2 separate regions of the Bos taurus genome follow, and region 2 is linked to region 1. Evidence: chromatin contacts called from public Hi-C data. All regions are on one chromosome and are shown on one strand. The core of a region is the stretch at or near the end of the contact, and the rest is flanking DNA. Distances in the headings are between cores, read along the strand shown. Region 1 has its middle 10 kb from the start of COPRS. Region 2 overlaps RAB11FIP4 (RAB11 family interacting protein 4).

Region 1 (2,604 bases), core at 67-2,566:
GCAGTCAGGACCATCTCCCCAAAGATGCCCAGGTCTTAAGCAGGCAGAGGACTGGAGGGACCCAGAGGGGCCGTGGGACAGAAAAGACCTGTGAAGATGGATATCGGATGATGTCTTACACTGCTTGAGGTGCTTGAGAAAGTGTGAACCCCAAAAGGTACACATGGAAGCTCAGGGTCGGAAACTGGGATGGTCAAAGAGACGACCGTTTTGCTTCTTGAACCCCTGAAACGTAGAATTAACAGAAGCCAAGATGAGAATGAATTACTGCTGGGGGCAGGGGGCCAGATCATCAGGTAGGTATGATGGTGTATTGAAAGTATCATCATGGGCTGATTCATATCAGAGTGCTGATAATTTTTGCTTCATTTTTATTTTCTGTCTGGATGAAAAACTCCCTGTTTTTGTATTGTGGCAGAACAAACAGAATTGTACCATTCACAATTTGTGTAAATCATGCTGTGTATTTTTGTATGGCTCTGGCATGTTTCTGTCTGTTACGGCTTTCTTTCCTTTTGAAAGGTCTGGAGGAATGTACTCTTTACCTCACCCCTAAATTAGTTTGGTGCAGTGTTTATTTTTAAAAAGTCTTTATTGAATTATTTACAATATTCAAATTTACAACATTTACACTGTTGCTTCTGCTTTTTGTGTTTTATGTACATTTACAATATTTACACATTTACAATATTGATTCTGCTTTTTTATGTTTTGGTTTGGTGTTCTGGCTGGGAGGCATGTGGTATCTTAGCTCCCCAACTGGGGGTCGAACCCACAGCCTCTGCATTGGAAGGCAAAGGGAAGTCCCTGGTGCTGTTTCTAGTGGGGACAGCATGATCATCATGAGACCCTGGGGGGGATGGGGGATGGTGCCTCCTGTAGCTCTCTCTCAGGTGCATGGTGCTTGGTGGGTTGACTGTGAAGGCTGCAAAGACCACACTGTCTTTATGTATAGGAGCAACTGGCTGGACTCTGCAAGGCTGCAGTGCCCTGAGGAAACCCGAGATCGCCTTCCAGGGAGAAGGAAGCATGCTCATTGGCTTAATAAATACCTTGGCATTGCACTGCCCTTGGTTTTCCGGAGTTCTCATTCCTGGACCCAACTTTCCCAGGATGGTTGGAATATGGAGAAAGAGAAAAAACAAAACAACCCACAACAGCCCAATACCCTGGCTGTAGCCCATGTGGATTCTGCCTGCCAGTTCTCCCAGAGCAGATTCCCCACCCAAATAACAGACTGCTGGATCTGGAGGACTCCGTGTGTGTGTGTGTGTGTGTGCAGGCCTGAGCGTGGCAGGCCCAGGAGAAGTGGGAGGGTGTAACAGGAAGGCAAGCTGCACGGCTGGCTCCCGCTGTGTTGACTTAGCGAGTCTGGCTGCAAAGCCAAGGCCTTTGGAAAAGCACGGCCTCCCAGTTTCCGGCAGTTTCTGTGGAGCTGGTTCCAGGACTCAGATCTTGCAGGTGTTGATGGGCAGGAGGAGAGTTCAACTGGGTCCCAGGGCACCAAGGCTGAGAGGGTCCCACCAGGATGTGTCCTCACTCAGGGCCTGGGGAGTAAAGCACAGCCACAGTTTCAGGAGAGGGCATTTCTCTGCATCTTAACAGGGTTCTGCAGTCCTCCCGCTTTGAGTCAGAGAGAGAAGTTTCCCCAGGAGGCATGCTCCCACTTTCTGCCATTGCAAGGTACAATTGGCTTTCCTTTTCTTCTCCCCCCACACCTTTTCCGGTGAGGTGATTGTGATTTCAAAAGCCATTTCCTCTGACAGCTTCTTGTGAGCTGTTGAACAAATGTGGCAGATAGACCTTAGAGCCATGTGTTTGGCAACTCAAGGCAGGCGCCTCAATCTCTGCTGGCTGCCGCCTGTAGCCTTACCCTGTTCCTCCAGCAGGTGGCAGTACAGACCCACCCACTTGGTGTGTGCTGTGCGAGCCGCCGGGAGGGCGAGGGGCCCTGGAGGAGCCGCTCAGCGGGCTCAGGGTTACCTTACTGTTAGTGGGCTTCCTGCTGATTAGCAGTCTCACCTGTGACTTCACAGGCAGGATTTACTCCTGATTTGATAGAGGAGTTTTCTCAGAAAAGATTATTGTGAAATTTAGGGTGAGAGTCATCATCACCCACCCAGGCCCCCCTACACCAACACCCACCCCAGAGCCTGGCACATAGTAAGCGCTTAATATACGCTTTCTGACTTCAACCAAAGTGTGCGTACGCACGCAGGAAAGTCAAATGCATCGTGCTACATCCCTCTGCCAGATGACACCTTTGGTGGTTTTTCTTAACAAAGCTTATAATTCTCGTTTTACGGAAAGAGACACTGAGGCTCAGGGAGGTTAAGAGAACTGGCCAAAAGTCACAAAGAGGAGAGATCGTGACGCAAGTCATCTGACTCCCTAGTTTTCAGGCTTGTATGCTTGCTCTACTGGGATGAGAAACATCTAGATTTAGCAACAGCTTAGGCTTCTCAGGTGAAGCAATGGCACCCCACTCCAGTACTCTTGCCTGGAAAATCCCATGGACGGAGGAGCCTGGTGGGCTGCAGTCCATGGGGTCGCTAAGAGTCAGACATGACTGAGGGACTTCACTTTCACTTTTCACTTTCATGC
Region 2 (2,604 bases), core at 59-2,558, 300 kb after region 1:
TCCCCCAAGACACAGAGCCCCCAGGAGTCTGCTTAAGGAAAGCAGCTCGGAGAGAAAAGAGAGCAGTGATGGAGCAGGCGGCTGAGCACAGCTCCCGGGAGAGCATGTCCTTTCTGCCACGGTAGCAGACACGTGGAGACGGACACCACGCACCTCTGCATGGGCGGAGGGGACGGCGACTGCTAGAAACAACACTTCCTGGCAGAGGGTGGGAGGGACAGAGGCAATGGAGGCATGTCCAGGCTCTTTCTTTCCACATTTCCCCATGGCACTGAAGGGAAGGGGGTGAGGTGTGGACCCAAAAGGTAGCAAAAGCACGGTTGGTGTGGCCCCTCACCAGGACGGTCACCACCATGGGGGAGCTTGTAGGAGACGCACAGTTGGGTAACCCCAGAGCTGTGTGGATCAGAGTCTGCACTATCAAGCCCCCAGTGACTCATTAACATACATATTAGAGGTTCAGAGCCCCAGTGCAGAGGCAGAGAAAATGAGAGAAAGTGAAAGTGTTGGTCATTCAGTCATGTCCAAGTCTTTGCAAGTCCATGGACTGTAGCCCACCAGGCTCCTCTGTCCATGGAATTCTCCGGGCAAGAGTGGGTTGCCATTTCCTTCTCCAGGGGATCTTCCCAACTCAGGGATGGAACCTGGGTCTCCTGCATTGCAGGCAGAGTCTTTACTGTCTGAACCACCGGGGAAGCCCTATACACACTAGAGTTTCAGAGTCTAGGTGCTGTGGCAGAACAAACAGCCCTTTTTCAGTTCTTGCCTATGCCCACCCCTCTACCTCCCCTCGCTGCACCGGTGTGGTTTTTACACCCTTTGGCCTGGAGAGAGCGCCTCTCAATTGCTCCCGGGTGGGAGGAAACCGCCCGCCCCTCCCTGGCAGAGTTGACCTTGCACTGCTGAGATGCACCTGCCAGCTGCTCCTTGCCAGCACTGTGTTCCACGTGGAAGGCACAGCCCTCCACCCACGTGGAGGAGACAGACAAGACCCAGACAGTTAAGATCGTGGCAAATGGTGCAGGACAAGCAGGGTGTTATGACAGGGACAGGGTGTAGAGGGCGTTCCTTGAGATGAGTGTGCAAGGAAGGCTTCTCTGGAGAGGTGACACTTGTGCTGACACTTGAAGGATACAAGCATGGTTGTGTAAAGACTAGAGGATGAGGGTTAGAGGTAGAAATAATAGCAAGGCAAAGGAAAGGAACTGGCTTCTGGGGTTTGAGGAACAGAAAACAGGCCAGTGTGGCTGGAACAGCGAGGATCGCGGGGAGGATGGGAGGGGAGCAGGTCAGAGGTTCAGGCAAAAGTGAAAGCTGCTAGGTCACAGTGAGAAGTCAGAGCTTAGGATCTGACCCTCAGATGACAAGTGGTCGGAACCTCTTCAGTGAGGGAGTTGTAGGACCTGATGTAAGAGTTTGGAAGGACACTCTGGCTGTGGTGTGGAGAAAGGCAAGTGACAATGCAGTGACAAGGTGGGGGGTGGTGTAATGCTCTGATAGGGTGTAATATGGAGGTGGAAAAAAGCGGTCACCTCGGGACATATCCTGGAAGTAAAACCCAGCAGGCCTTGTGGACAGGTGGCTATGGAAGGAAGGAGAGACAGTGGCCACGACTCAGTCCTTGATCTGAGTGATCAGGTGGGTGGCGGTGGCAGGTACTGAGACGGGGAAGGTTTTAGACGGCTGAGAGGATGGAGCAGGATCAGAGGGCTTAGTGCCAGACATGTGTGAAACACCCACTAGACATTAGCACAGGGGGCCCAGCATTTCCATACGAGTCTGGAGCCAAAGGCAAAATCAGTGGGGAGAGTGCTTTTGGGGGCTCGGAGGTGATGGTGCATAGAGAGCAGAAGTCTGGTAAATTATTCCAGATTAACCGAGTCTAAACAGACATGACGACTAAATGTAACACTTGGATCTGAGATCAAAAAGAAAAGCTATAAATACATTGGGAAGAAACTTTACTGGTGGTCCATTGGCTTAGACTCCAAGTTCCCAATGCAGGGGACCTGGGTTCAACCCCTGGTCAGGGAACTAGATCCCACATGTCGCAATGGAGACTGAAGATCCTGGGTGCCACAACTAAGACCCAGCACAGCGAAACAAATTAAAAGAGAAGCAGCAGGCTTCATTGCAAGAAAAAAATAAATATGGAGTTTACGTTAGACACCCACGGCTGATGACTGTTGTGGTTATGGAGGAGGGTCTGAGGGAGGGTCAAGTGTTTAAGAATGAAGTGTCATAATGTCAGCAACTAGCTCTCAAACAGACAAGCCCCCCAGGCCCCCAAAAGTGTGTGCACAGAGACACGCAGATGCAGAGAAGGAAAACTGCCAACACGTTCACAATTGGTGAATGCAGGGCGCCGGATCTATGGGTTCTCACTGTACTGTTCGCTCACAACTTTGCAGAAAGTGGGAGGACAAGCACGTTTGCGGGTCTCTGTGAAGTCAATGTGATTGGCCCTCTGTTCTCGCATCTTCTGCGGGGCGCCCTGAGCTCTCAGAGGTTTTCAAAACTGGGTCGCAGATGAAGAACTCTTGCAATGAGAAACCCTCTACATGAGATTCTGTTTTGGCCCTGACGCATGGAGCCCGCCCTGCT

Evidence for each region. Hi-C and Micro-C count contacts between places; a contact is called where the count stands out from the background.
Region 2: a Hi-C map of liver shows a contact between it and region 1, with 3 times the contacts expected there. The contact joins two enhancer-like sites. A contact is called at or near these places in 2 of 11 Hi-C or Micro-C datasets (liver and skeletal muscle).

What each region holds. Positions count from the first base shown.
Region 1 is chr19:18,264,910-18,267,513 of ARS-UCD2.0, forward strand. No RefSeq gene overlaps it. Among named protein-coding and RNA genes, the nearest start is that of COPRS, 10 kb to the left of the region's middle. Within about 2 kb of position 1,317, at least 35 of the 102 cell types and tissues checked have an H3K27ac peak or open chromatin away from gene starts, as enhancers often do. A contact at or near this core is called in liver, where this site is marked.
Region 2 is chr19:18,561,758-18,564,361 of ARS-UCD2.0, forward strand. All of the region lies in intron 3 of RAB11FIP4 (RAB11 family interacting protein 4), which reads right to left. Among named protein-coding and RNA genes, the nearest start is that of RAB11FIP4, 40 kb to the right of the region's middle. Within about 2 kb of position 1,309, at least 11 of the 102 cell types and tissues checked have an H3K27ac peak or open chromatin away from gene starts, as enhancers often do. A contact at or near this core is called in liver, where this site is marked.